2 separate regions of the Mus musculus genome follow, and region 1 is linked to region 2. Evidence: chromatin contacts called from public HiChIP or PLAC-seq data. All regions are on one chromosome and are shown on one strand. The core of a region is the stretch at or near the end of the contact, and the rest is flanking DNA. Distances in the headings are between cores, read along the strand shown.

Region 1 (6,940 bases), core at 2,716-5,215, 260 kb before region 2:
GGGGATTCCCTCTTTCCCTTCCTAGTGCAGGGACTGCAGGTGGATGGCCCCGCCTACCTGGCATTTACATGGCAGGCAAGCACTGTGCCCTGAACCAGTGCTCTAGCTGGCACTTTGCCAAGTTAAGGAGCCAAACTCTTAGTCCTCATGTTTGTGTGCCCAGGGTTTTACCCACTGCACTGCTTCCTGGCCTGGAATGTCTGTATCTGAAAGGTCACATAAGTAAGTACCTAAGTGTCTCTGAAGGAGTCCATGTGCTGCATTCTCGGGTCTTCGTTGCCGCTGTCTGCTTGTTGTTATGACCACATCTGTAAATGTCCTCATGAAGTAGCCTGGATGCTTCTTTTGAATCGTTACGGAGTTTGTTGTTGAATTTCCAGGGGTGCAGTTACTACTTCAAAGGGCAATCCTCTCACGTTTCTAAACATTACAAACCCAGACTTGTTTAACACGTCTCAGAACCTATGTGAGGTCTCTGTGTCCCCGGTCTGCACTGTGCTTAACCATACACTAGAGACATGCAGTGATGAGCTCTGTCAGTCCTTATGGCTTCCCCTGGGTCACCAGGCCCTGCCAGTTCTTTCCTGACAGCCCTAGAGGCACTGTGTTCCTAACTGTCAACAGTTCTGAGTCCCAGGAGGAGAAGCAAGGGTGGGGTTATGCGCACCTCCGAGTCCCAGGTGCTTCTCCTGCTCAAGAGATGGCTGCTCTGTGATTGAAGTATGTCCCCAAAGTTGTGTTATGGGTTTTGTTTCTCAGTGCCAGAGAGTGGGGCGGTGGAGTCTGGTGAGAAGTGTGTGGGTCCTGGGTGCAGAACACCATGAATGGATGACTGCTGTTTTCCAGGGAGTGCTCTGCTCAGGAGACTGGATTAGTTTCTGTGAGAATGACTTGTTACTAAAAGAGGCTGCCTCCTGCCCCCTCCAGCATGCCCTGCCCTACACAAGCCTGCTGATCCCTCTTCCCACCAGGGTGGTAGCACGAGGGGTTGAAGTCAGAATGGGGGCCTAAGCATTAATTATAGTTCAAGTCTAGTATACTATAAACCAAAGCATCATGAGGTACATTTCTTTCCCTTGACTGGAGTTTTTCCTAACCCTGATTTTGTGTTGATCAGGAGCCTTGGTTACCTTTTTGTTGTTTCTGACTTGGAGGTACTGCAGGGTGGGGGTGGGGGTGGGGGTGGGGTGGCTCAGGGCCACTGAACCACTAAGGTACACTCCTGCCCTTCCCTAGCATGTCAGTTAACATCCTTCTACCTCGCTCAGTGCTGCACTTGGGCTTATCTCTCAGCTGTTCTTCCCTCTGTGAAGATTGCCCTCTTAGCTCTGTTCCTCAGGTTACCTCCTGATCTCTGTGTGTGGTCCCCTCCCCTTCCCCCCAAGTCTTTGTCAGCCCCATGGGAGTACGGTTCTAAGTTTTTGCTGTGCCCCCAGTGCCTAGCACATCACGAGGCACTGACTAAGCAGATGAATATACGTACTTTGTGATGAATGAGAAAAAACATGGGATAATTACTCAGCATAGTTTATAAGGTTAAGGTTTTTAAATCCAAGGAATTTATAAGGGGAAATTCATGTATGTTCATAAACTGCCGGATTCAGTTTTAAGCAGAAAATGTTAGGGAGAAAGCATGGAAATACAGTGGCATTGTAGTGCCTTTTTCTTTGTTTTGAACTTCTCTTGTGAGGAGTCTGCTGCTCCTGGGAACTGAAGCCTTTGCTTAGAAGACGGATTTTTGTACCGGTGGGGGAACCATAGGAAGCTTTGCCAAGCTGCTTGCTTAGAGACGTGTAAAACGAAATCCAGGGATCCTGCAATTATTATTGGAGTTGTTTGCTTTCTAATAACTCTGTTCAGAGAGGGAGCCGCTCCTGTCTGCCAAGCTGGGGTCCTTTGGTACCCCTCAGAGCAGAGTAGATGCTTGCAGCCAAGAGTTAGGCTGAGGGGCATGGTGGCTCTCAGAAAACCTTCTGATTAAAAGCAAAGAACCACAGCTCCAGGGGCCTGGGGAAGCCATAGGCGGTGATGAAGTCCAGGATCTGTCTCTGGAGGCTGGAGGTGTGGCTCAGGGCCCTAGCTTCCTTCCTCAGCAACACATACCCATGCACAGATACCCATGCGTGCCCCTCATGCACTTGAAAGGACCGGCTGAGTTTGGGAATTGAGTTAACAGGCACCTAAGGTTGTCAGGGTTTCACCAAGCTATGGCTAGTTCTGGGGTGTTTCTTTGCTGCCGCTGCAGTTTGATGATGGGGTGCAATGGAAGCCTTCATTTTTGTGGTTTCCCATTGATTCCAGTGTAGCTATGAAAAACAGTGTAAGGCTTAAAGATTTCAGTGCCAGTGGGGAGAAGAAAAAGAAAAAGAAAGAAAAGGCAGGCAGGCAGGCAAGCCAAATGCAGGCTCAGGGCTCTTCTTCTGGAAATCTCTTCAGCTGTGTGCGCCCTGGGGTTTGTGAGTGTGTAAAACTTGAGATTCAGACCTGTGCATGGTGGCAGAGGCAGTTCAGCCACTAAGTGCTTGTCACACAAGCTTGATGGCCTAAGTTCAATCCCAGGGTCCCAATGTGAAGGAGACTCAAATTCTGACAGCTGTCCTGTGAGCTCCAGGATGAGGGCCATGGCACATACAAGCAACTCTTACATAGCACACACACACATGCATGCAGAGTAATAATAAACAAGGTAAATGGATTATCACACACCTGCCTTGTGGGCACTAGGGGCCACCCAGGGCCTCCTGCACACCAGGTCAGTGCTTTATGCTTGAGGTTCATCTCCAGTCCAGAGCCTGCACTTTTTTTTTTTCCTTTTTTCTTTTGTTTTCATTTGAGACAGGGTTTCTCTGTGTAGCCCTGGCTGTCCTGGAACTCACTCTGTAGACCAGGCAGGCCTCAAACTCAGAAATCCGCCTGCCGCTGCCTCCCGAGTGCTGGGATTAAAGGTGTGTGCCACCACTGCCTGGCAAGCCTGCACTGAGATGGCTGGTGCGGAGAGCAGGGGAGAACTGTCTCCTTTACTCTCCCTGTCCTTGGGGCCAAGGGACCTCTGGGTTCTCCTCTTGGTCTAAATCCTGCCATTACAAACTGTCCATGCTCCTCCAGAATTAAGATCGTTAGTTTTAAAGGATTTTTTTTTTTAAAGATGGTTACTACAAAATATAAGCAGTTCTAGTAGTGAGGAAACTGGTAAGATGTTACAAACTGTTCAAGGAAATTAAAAAATCGTTACATCCCACTTCTTCCATAAGATAGATGTAGATATCACTCTGGGTTTTTTGTGCACAGATAGAAATCATTTTCAGTCAAACAAATTAGTTCCATACAGTTTAACCAGTTATAAAGTAGTTCAGAGATGAAGTGTGCAAATTCCACAGAACCAGCTAGTTTTGAAACGCAAATCTGACAAGATCTGATTTTCATTGGAAGTATTTAGGAACCTTTTTACTCCACTTCAAAACTGTTTAGTTTATCCTGAGATGACTACTCTGAAGGGAAGGACCTATGAAGGCTAGTTTTTTGTTTTGTTTTGCTTGTTTTAAGACAATTTCTCTAACAGCTCTGACTGTCCTAGAACTCTCTGTAGATCAGGCTGGTTTCCAACTCACAAAGATCCTCCTGCCTCTACCTTCCAAGTTCTGGGTTTAAAGAAGTGTGTTATCACCGCCCGGTGAGGGTTAGATTTTTACCCATGCTTATTAGGCCCTCCAGATTCCATCTGTCCCTTGTCCCTTTCTTCCATCCTGAAGCATTGTCCCTACATAGGACAGGCATCCTTCGGTCTTGAGCGCCCCACTCTAGATTTCCTGTTTATCCCTGATCACTTTAAGTCTCAAGTTAGATGCTCACTGCTGTGTGTAAGACCATGTCCTCAGAGCCTTAGCCTGGCCTGGCTGGGCCCAAGTGACTCATGAGACCTGGCCAGTCAGGAGTCTAGGTGAGAGGTTGCCAGTCACCAAAGGCTGGCTGGGAGGTGTCGAGCCTGGCACTTAGCTGTGGGCAGTGCTTGGTAAATATTAGCCATTATTGTGAGCACTCTGGGTCCTGTCTCATCTGACTCAGCTTCTTTTCCTTTCCACTTCCCTCTATGTAGTCCATGGTGGTTGAAAGGTTCTCATTTCTCTTCAGTAGCTTTGGTCACACACTGCTGCCGCATAACCCCTGTTCCCAACCTGTGAGGCCGAGACAGGAACCCTGTCCTCATTTCTGCCAGCTACCCTGGCCCAGCCCTCCTGTACTGGTTTTCTTTGCTTGACTGAGCACCTCTGTCCTGTGACACTAGCTTGAATTGTGTGTTTCCCTTTCTTGCTGGTCTGGTCCCATTGTTTTCTGATCATTGCCCATACTGGAGGACTCCTGACTGCTCAGCAAGCATTATCAGCTCATCCAAGCTTTGGTCTTCTGGATTGTTTGGAAAAGTTTGGAAAAGTCCTGAGTCCAGGAAGAAAAGACCTACCTGATTCATGCCGACCAACACAGCAGTGATAGCCTGTGTTCAGGGTGACTACAGTTAGACTCTCAGCCATAGGAGGAGCCTGTGTGTGCCCCTCATGTGTGTGTGCCCTTCATGTGTGTGCCCCTCATGTGTGTGTGCCCCTCATGTGTGAGTGCTTTCCTGTGGGGGAGACTGATGAATTTCAGAGGCTCAGGTATTTTTAGCCCTGTAGCTTAGGAAGCACCGTGTATAAGAAGCCAAGTTCTCTATGTGTTTAAAGGGCTGGCATTGACCCAGCCCAGGAAGACTGCCTGAGTGAGTGTCTTGGAACAGCTAGGAGGCCCCAGGGTTTGCACTGAGGTAACTCCTTGGGATTGGTAGATAGAATTTTGCCTTTTGGGTTTTTGACTTTCTGGGTCAGTAAAGCAAAAGCATACTAGTGAGGCAGAAAGCATCCATGATCCTCGTAGAGTATAGCTGTGGGATTGAAGCTAGGGAACACAGTACATTGTTGCCCATGGCTGTGTGTGAGAACACAAGTATGGGTAGGTGGGCTGGTGAGGAGGTTTCGGTGATATAGCCAGCCAGGCTGGTCCTACACACGTCCCATGTAGGACCTTCACTACATATCTGGGAAAGCCACAGCTGCTGGTCTGGACTTTGAGGCTCAAGGGTTGCCAAGCGAGGAGCCTACAGAGAAGGACTGATTGCCAGAAGTCCTTGGGGAGTCTGCAGGATCAGGGGTTTGTCAAAACATCTGTGTTCCATTACTGGTTCTTGGAGGTTTGTTTGTTTGTTGTTTTGTTTTTAAATGACCAAATCAACATAGTTGAAGAGTTAAAGAAGAAGAATCTAGCTGTTTAAAATAAATGTCTTAGTAGAGCATCCAATCCATACCTGACAAGTACAGAATTTAGCCAGAGAGGCTCAGCCGTCTCTCGCTCTCAACATCCTGCTACAAGTAGCTATGGCTTAAGTTGGGTAGGCTGTGCACTGCATGCTCGTTTGCTGGAGGGTGAAGGAAGGCTGAAGTGCAGTTTGCATGCTCTGATTGCCCAGCCACTGGCCTGGCACTAGGCAGCGTCTGCCGGCAGGGAAGGCTGGTTGTTGTCTAGAATGAATGTGGTTTTTTTTTTTTTTTTTTTTTTGCTTGTTTCTTCTGAGTCAGAGGCTCAGTATAGCTTAGTCTGGCTCCCAGTTATCAATACTCCTCCTGCCTCACTGTCCTGAGTATTGGGATTATAGATGTCCTTGCTACACCTGCCTTCCCATCTTAGAGGTTCTGGAGGGAGCAGTGACGTGTGCTTGCTTTTTGTTTAGGGCGGGGGATTGACTGGTCAAACATTCTCTCTACAGCTTGTTTCTTTTGTTTGTTGTTCTTTCAGCAGCTTCTGTCTTATCCCGTAGGGAAATTTATTTTAGACATAGCTTGGGCCTGGTGTTAAGCCAGATAGGAGAGTAAGTTCTCAACTACGCAAAGACGTAAACTCTAGGCATCTTCCAGATATACTACTTAAAACAGATTTATTGTGAATTAATAAACATGTGGCATCTTGCAGCATTTTCTTTGCTGAATGCAGATAATAGTGTATTCAACACCACATAGTTGACTAAATGCCTTCAGGCAAACGAGTAAGTGATTTGCTGGCTTACTTCAATAATCGTTCCTGTTTGTTGAACGAACAGTAGTCCCCCCATCTACCCCCCCCCCCCCCCGCACCCCGGGCCCCCAGGATCTTTCTCTGTAACCCTGGGGCTTGTAGACCAGTCATGCTGGTCTCAAACTAACAGGGATCCTCCAGCATCTGCCTCGCCCCGACCTTTCCTCCCAATGCTGGGGTTAAAGGTGTTCTCTCAGTTCCTCTTAAAACCCAAGTTATGGGGCGGGATATAGCTCAGTGGTAGAGTTCTTGCCTAGAATGCACAAAGTGCTGGCTTCAATCCTTGCTACCCTCTCAGGAAAATTTCGAAGTTACCAGAACGTCAATGATGTGTGGTAGGTAGTAGAGGCGGTGTGGACAGGTAGGAGAATTCCCACCTGCGGCGTAAGGGGTTTCTTCCTTTCTTCTTTCTGCCCCATACCCATCATCTCTTTTGCTGTTTCCTAGGCTGGCCTTGAACTCGTGAACTCAAACAATCCTCCTCTTTCAGCTTCCCAAGTAGCTAGGGCTCCAGGGGTTCACCACTGTGCCCATACCTTTGCGGGTCACCAGGCAGCTTTGCGGTTACACTCAGCGCTGGGCTAACTGTGCTGCCTGGCGCACACACACTTGTTGGTTGCAGGCTGCGTTGGAGCAAGCACCCACAGGGTCTCTTGAATCTTGCAGGGCTTGAGCCACTGATCATTTTCTCTCTGACTGCCTGGTCGAGGGTGACCTGTGACCCCTGGGCCTCAGTGGCATAGCGGATGATGCATTTGAACAGATCTCAGCTCTACCCAGCTTTGTTCTGGCTCCACTTCTGCCTGAAGCCAGTGGGATACTTCATTCTCTGCCAACCTGGCCA
Region 2 (7,478 bases), core at 3,026-5,525:
AAAGTATGAATGCGGGACTAGGAAGGGTGTTGCAAAGTTCCCAGAGGGGTTGAGATTCCATTTCTCATCCTTTGGAGTTCTGGGTTTCCTCAAGAAGGTCTGGCTCCATGGCCTTGAGCACAGATCCCAGACAGAAGAGTAGAGAGAGACACACTCTTTGCCTGGACCTTCTGTAAGCAGGATGAAGACAGGCTAGTACCTCCTAAGCCCATATCTAGGGTGACAGCACACTCTGCGGTCAGGATCAAGGCCCAGGCTATAATGAGAGTCAGTGTTCAGCACATTGTGAAGATTAAAACCCATCTATGATTAGGGTCAGGGTTTATTTTGGGGCTAGGTCAGAGTTTAGCCTTTAGGGACACATTTTGAAATCATGTAAAGGCACAAGATAGCATTACAACTACTTCCTTGAGCTTACTGGAGCCTGACCCTAAGCATTGAGGTGGCTGATGTGAGAGGTGTCTTCAGGCTGGTGTTGAGGAAGGGAGGAGAGAGGGAAGACTAGGTGCATACCTATAGCTGACATCTCTGGCACAGATGCGTTGAATACCTGGTGCGAAAACACAGGCCAATTGTCATTTATATCATGCACCTTGACAGTGAAGCTGGAAGGTTGTTCCAGGTTTTTGTTGGTGTTCTTGTCCACAATGAGGGCAGTAAGGAAGTACTCAGAGACTTTCTCCCGGTCTAGCCTCTCATAGGCAAGCACATTCCCTGTGTTAGCATCGACCCCGAAGATCTTGCCAGCAAACTCTCCTTGGAGCACATACTTAGCATTCTGGCGGTTCACGTTGGACTTGATCTGGGGAAGAACAGGCAACATGAGCTGAGAATGGGCAGTATGTGTGCACACATGAGTGTGTGTGCATGCGTGCAACGACGCATGCATGTATGCTGACCGTACGTAGTGCTCAGTAGAGGTGCTAACTGCGACACCGAAGTTTTAAACAAGAGCCTAGGACTGGTTACCAGTGAGTTCTTCTTCACCAGATCACTGCAAGCACGGCAGGGATGGACCTTTCTTAGCTGTACCCAATGCCTAGAATGGAGCCTACTAATGCACTTGCCGCCAGAGAATAAAGAGCGTCTTACTCCTTAAGAAGACATGGGTGGTTGCTATCCCATCTTTAAAATGGACCCAATTGGATTCCTAAGGTTGATCTGCACTAATGGGTACAGCTTCCCACTTGGAAACGAATGCCTGGAAACCTTGGCTTCTCTTGTCCCTTGCAAAAAATCGGGACACGTGCCAGTGATGTACTGAAGCTGGCTTATATCAATATGGCTTTGAAGACTTGGCTAAAGTTGGGGAATATTCATGATCTGGCTGTTAAATGTGGCCGTATCAAAAAGGAAATTATCTGAATGTACAATGAAATAAACCATTGTCATAGATGGTCTGTTGACCCAGGATTTGGGCATTTGGAACCAGTCTAGGAGACATGCCTCTGGAGATGGGTGTCTGTTGTCTGTTGTGTTTTTTTTTTTTTCCTAGAGAGCATTGACAGAAATGAAAGGGTCCACAGTGAATGTGGGCGTCGCCACCTTATGGACTGGACAAGTAAAGCACTTGCATCCATCTCTTTCTGGTGTCTGACTATAGATGTTTGTGATGCTATGTCTTCCCCACCAAGGTGGACTGCGCCTTTAAATCTTGAGCCCAGTTAAGCTCTTCCTTCCTGAACGTTTGTTAAGTATTTTGTCACAGCAACAGAAATGTGACTCATAGAGATATATGAGAGGCAAAGGCTTACAGATACTCAGAATTCATGGTTCTAACCGTGTCCTGGCACTTTACCACATTCCCGAGGTCACTGTGTCTTCTGTGGGAGTATGGCGGCAACACTAAATGGCGTAGGACCATGTACATCTTGTACCAACTCTGCCTTCAGGGATGTCACAGCATCAGCTCAAAGGCTGAGTATTTACACTGTGGGGACTGGCAAGTTCTACACATCTGCACACTCCCTGCAAACCCAGATGTCAGACATTTATCAGCACAGTAAGGATCGGTCCCAGTAAATTTGCTTTTGGAATGATGCATAAAATACTCTCTTCTTGGTGATCATGTCGTGTTAGTCGCTTCTTGGTTACAGTGTCTAACCTGCAGAACAGAACCCCCGTGAGCTTTATCTTAACTGAGGATGTCCTGTACCTCTCAGACCACGGAGCTTTTTTTCTTGTATAACACACGCTATTAGTAGCTTAAGGGAAAGCAATGTATGCCTAGCGCCTTACACTGAACTTTACTGAGGTAAATGAGAGTAACTGCTAATGATAGACCCACAAGTCAAAGATAATAGAAAGTTTGAGTGCCGAGTATTCTTTTTTGTTTTTACAACCAGAGGATATTTAGTCTATATGTTTATATTTCATGAGTCCAAAATAGTACCTTTCTAGAAGGCTAGAATGACCCTAACAGAATTCCATTTGAAAAAAAAAAAACAGATATTGGATGCCTACCAGATATCAGACACGCTATGGAACCCATAGATGTCCAAGGCCTCATTCTGGCTCTCAGAACTGAGGCTGACATCTCAGGGGGCAGCGCTTCAGATCAGATGAAGTAATACTCTTGTGTGCACAGCAAGGAGTAGTTAAAAAGGTAGGGAAGAGAGAGGGTGGCCAGCAGGTCAGGGACAGCAGCTTCTGGGGAGAAGGAGATTCTAGAAGGGTGTGGACCAATCCTGGGATCCTCTTGAAGTGCCCTAGAGTGCAACAGTTATTCAATAATTGGAGCCTCTGATGAGGGAGGTGTCAGCTGGGTGGAAGGCCAAGAAGCCAGATGGCAGAACCAGAGAGGATTCTGGAAGGTGAAAGAGGAGGGGCATGGAGGAAAGACCCTTCCCCTTGAGTGGGCATTGGGAGCCAGGCAGCAGCTGGGACTAGCAGAGATCCTGTAGCAGGGATTGTGGTGTACAGGGGGCAGGTAACACAAGAAGCCGTGTTCCAGCTCTGTAACCTGTGGCATGCGGGGATGGTAGGGAATGAAGAAGAGTGGTAGCCTGATACCCTCCCTGTGCAGGGTCCATGGTAAGCTGAGACACTGGTCTTAACCAGGACCTGTGATCCTCATGAAGGCACAGAAGGGATGTGGACTGAACAGTGCAGATGTCATGAGTGTCCTTCTCCCCACAGACCTTCTTTTATGCCTTCCCATCCTCTGCTCTTCTCTTTCCTCTCCTTGCCCTCTCCATCCTTTCCTTCTTTCCCTCCATCCTTTCCTTCTTTTCCTCCCTCCCTCCCTCCCTCCCTCCCTCCCTCCCTCCCTCCCTCCCTTCCTCCCTCCCTCCCTTCTTTCCTTCTTCCTTATTTCCTTCCTTTGACAAGGTCTGTCTATATAACCCAGGCTGGCCCTGAACTTACCATCTTCTGCCAGGATTATAGCATGCACTACCATGATTGACCCAGTTTTATTTAAACAGACGATAGTTTTTATAGCTCTCCTTAGACTTACATCAGTGCACAGAGTTCTTGTGGGCCTGCCTCCCTTTACCTCAGCAGCACACCTTACACTGGTGTGGTCCCTTGTTACAATGGAGGGATTGAATGGGTGAAGTATTATTGATTAACACATAACTTTTTTTTTGTTTTTTTTTACCTCGTATCTATGTCCCACTGGCCACCCAAGACCATACAAGATGCCATTTGGTTATGTTTTCATTTTGGCGGTGACAGTTTCCAAGAGTTTATTTTCTGATGACCTTGATGGTTTGGCGGAATGGTGGCAGGACTCCCACTGGATGCTCTTCCATTTAAACTTCTCTGTTTCTCTCACCACTGGAGTATAGTTTTGGCTCTGCCCCTTTCTAATATTATCGTGTTTGGGTGAAATATCGCAATGCCAACAGCTGCCCTGCCCTGGTAGGCTACTCCCAGCTGGCTCCCATTGTCCATCTAGGATTATAAACAAAAGCTCCAGACTTTGACCTTGGTAAACACGTACTTCCTTCAGATTGTGTCCGAAGAGCCAGGAGGGGACCCTTAGAGTCCTGTGTTTGTGTCTTGTACACATTCTTCTTTTAGCCAGGATGGGGATCACGTGCGGTTCCTCTACTCCTCTGACCCCATGTTAGGTCCCGAATAGGTTCTGTCATCATAAAACACAGAACGTCTGCTACCCTTCCGAAGCGTGTCCTGTTTGGCTCTGGCCTCCACTTTCTGATAGCTCTTCCTGACTCATCCTTCAGATCTCACCTCATGGCTAACCATTCTCCTCAAAGGATGATTCATGGCCAGTTATCCCATTGGGAAAGCAGTAACTGGACTAATGGTATTTCCCTCTATGACACAGAGCTCACTGTGTAATTCCAGACGTGCGTCTTTCCTTCTGACTGGTCAGGGGACAGGATTTACATCATCCAGAAAAAAAAAAAAAGCCATTCTTGGAAGCCAGACCAACTCGTGTGCCCAGTCACCGGGCTGTTAGTAGACACTTCCCAGACTGCCCCACCTGTTTCCTTTAGCAGGAATTGGGGAGGCCATTCTGGTGCCCTGTCCAGAGACTTGTGCCCTCCCCTCAAAGGCCTTCTTCAGCCTGTTTCTGTATCTTGGCAATACTCCTGTCCACACAGCTTGTGGGGCTCTTTGATATATGCTGTTTCTCTAAATGTCAGGCTCTCACACTGTAGTCATCGACCCCATGCCCTGTCACATGCCTAAATGTAGGAGTTGTGAAAAATTTGGCAACACTGAATAATTTCTTCATGCACAATGACCAAAAATGTAATTCATAATCCAATGGGCGATGGTGTGTGTGGCGGCATTTGCCTGTGTCATATCATGAGACTTCACCACTGCCTTGGTTCTCCACACAGAGCATGTGCAGTAGGAGGTGTTGTGGGCACACTAAGCATTATGTGTGCTTTCATACCACATAACACCAATGAGTGACACCTAAGACACTTGGCTCATATTTAACACTACTGTATAGACTACAGTGTGGACAAAGTTTTCTGTTCTTATTGAAACAATGATATGATAATATAGAAAATAACCTTTAAATATGTATTTATATTTAATATATTTATATCATTTTATATTTATATACCCTTATATTTATATTTAATAATATCTTTTTTTGAGACACGGTCTAACTATGTAGCCTTGGCTGTCCTGGAGCTTGTTATGTAGACCACATTGGCCCCAGACTCACAGAGATTCACCTGCCTCTGCCTCCCAAGCACTCGGATGAAAGATATATGCCACCATGCTTTGTAAAATAGACTTTTAACATTTCCCTGCCACCCATTCCTCAGCGTATAGGAGTCAACATTAGTGTGTCTTTGAATTGGACTTTGTCAGAACAGTTGATTTAAAAAAAAATTCTGTTTGAGCTGTTGGCTTGAGCTTTATTAAAAAAATAGTTAAGTGAATTTTATCTTTGAAGACAAGCATTTATAAAATAGTTCTAAACATGCTTCTGCCATTGTGTAATATGTTTTTATGCGAAGCAGTGTTCTTACACTGAGTATCACAGGATCAAAATATTAATCCAGGGTGCCACACCTTCAATACCAGCTCTTAGGAGACAAAGGCAGGCAGATTTTCGTGTGCTTGAGATAAGTCTGATCGACAGAGTAAGTTCCAGGCCAGCCAGGGCTAAAAGCAAGACCCTATTCAAACAGATAGACAATAGGCAAACATATCTATTGTTAAAAACACTGACTCCAACATACTTTGGCCCATCAAATGTTCAGCCAAGTTTTTTTTTGTTGTTGTTGAAATTTTAGTGTGTGTGTGTGTGTGTGTGTGTGTGTGTGTGTGTTAGGGGGAGGTGGTATATGTACACATATAGGTGCATACATGTGGTGGTCAGAAGACAACCTTGGATGTGTCTCTGAGCATTGTCTACCTTTCAGGGGGTATAATATGGTCTCTTACTAGCCTGAAGCTTGCTAAGTAGGCTAGACTGGCTGGTTCACGAGTCCCAGGGATCTACCTGTCTCTGCCTTCTCAGTCCTGATATTCTAAGCAAGCCCCTCCAGGCCTGCCTTAACAATTATTCATATAAAAATAAGTATGTATCAATTTCATTATGGTGCAAATTTGCTTTCATTTTAATACATGATAGTTACATGTATACCAAAGGATTTTCTAAAAATGAATTTCTTTATGGTTTATTATCAGTCAATGTTGACCTGTATACCTATTTTATATGTCTATATAACCCGTTACATAAAAATTCCTTGGGCACAAAGAGATTTGTAAATAGAAGAAGCTTGAGAAGGCCCATGCTAGGCCCAGGCAGAGGTTGCTAAATGATTTCTGGAATGGGCCAGAGAGAAAATAATTTTGGCTTTTTGGATCATAGAGTCTTGGTCACAGAACATTCCGTGCTGCCATTTATAACATAAAAGCAGCCACGGGCAATCAGTAAACAAATGAATGTGTCTGTATTCCAATAAAACTTTATTTATAAGACCAGGCAGAGGGCCATATTGGTCTCTGGGAAGAAGTTTCTACATTCCAACTATCCACAAGAGTGGTGAGCACATTTTTGCCCAGTGCTGACTTCCTAGTGCTCAGTCTAAGGCTTGGAACTGCTCATTCTTCCTCCAGTGCACTGACCTGGTCCTTCTTATAGCTGGGGTATGATTCAAAGAAGCTGACATGGTGAGACTTCAATGCTGTCAGCTTTCTTCCTCACAGATAGGGCTTAAATGCTTAATCCATCACCCCCTGACTGCCTATGAAATCCCACTATGCGGCCATTCCTTTGAATTAGAGTGGGTGATTTTGATGTCCGTGGCCATTTGACATGGTGAGAAGGTTCACTGCTCATTAAGATAGTCTCCAAGCTCTTGGGAGAAGGACTTCTGTTGGTTATATTCTAGAGTTGGACAACGAATTCACAGACTCCCGAGGTCAGGCCTGGGTCAAACACCTCATGAGTAGGGGTTCTTAATATTTGTGGAGCTGTGTGTAATCATGGGGAGCCTAGCAAGGATAATAGGATAATCTGTGCAAGAAATGTCCACCCCCGCCCCCCCCCATTTTATTTTATTAAATGGCCGTACCTAGCTATAGAGAGCAGGCTGGCCTTGAATTCTTGATCTTTCAGCTCTGGTCTCTTGAAGGCTGGGATTTCATGTTTATACCACTATGCTTGATGAAAAAATTATTTCCAGGTGGCTCAGAGCCCACAACAACCAAGGTTGGCAGATGGTGGCCTAGGTGATCAGTGTTGTCACCCATGTGACTTTATAGAAGGTCACTAAGGTCTTTCCTGACTTCTAAAGCAGGAACAGCGAATGCAGCCTTAGCTGATTCCTCCCTTAACTCTGAGCCTTGAGGCCAGGCTGGTCTCTTCAGCCTTAGCACAGGGTGGCCTTGTTAGTGACTGCTGCTCTGCAGATCAAAGTGTGGGAGAAAAATGAACCACGATGCTCACGGCTGCTTCTGCTACAGTTACAGCCCTCATCGCAACCATTCTCTTCTACTCTCCATCACCAGGGCCATTCACCACCATCAGCAAC

What was found. HiChIP or PLAC-seq counts read pairs in DNA pulled down with a chosen protein or histone mark.
Region 1: a FOXA1 HiChIP or PLAC-seq map of pancreatic cancer cells shows a contact between it and region 2. The contact joins two enhancer-like sites. A contact is called at or near these places in 2 of 39 promoter capture datasets (the HPC-7 cell line and pre-B cells), 2 of 115 datasets of contacts at active chromatin or transcription factors (microglia and pancreatic cancer cells) and 2 of 9 other capture datasets (embryonic stem cells and liver).

What each region holds. Positions count from the first base shown.
Region 1 is chr8:104,381,291-104,388,230 of GRCm38.p6, reverse strand. All of the region lies in intron 1 of Cmtm4 (CKLF-like MARVEL transmembrane domain containing 4), which reads left to right. Among named protein-coding and RNA genes, the nearest start is that of Cmtm4, 11 kb to the left of the region's middle. Within about 2 kb of position 3,965, at least 109 of the 459 cell types and tissues checked have an H3K27ac peak or open chromatin away from gene starts, as enhancers often do. A contact at or near this core is called in pancreatic cancer cells, where this site is marked.
Region 2 is chr8:104,118,783-104,126,260 of GRCm38.p6, reverse strand. It overlaps Cdh5 (cadherin 5), which reads right to left. Exons shown (of 12, transcript NM_009868.4): 3 at 514-802. Among named protein-coding and RNA genes, the nearest start is that of Gm29682, 17 kb to the right of the region's middle. Within about 2 kb of position 4,275, at least 32 of the 459 cell types and tissues checked have an H3K27ac peak or open chromatin away from gene starts, as enhancers often do. A contact at or near this core is called in pancreatic cancer cells, where this site is marked.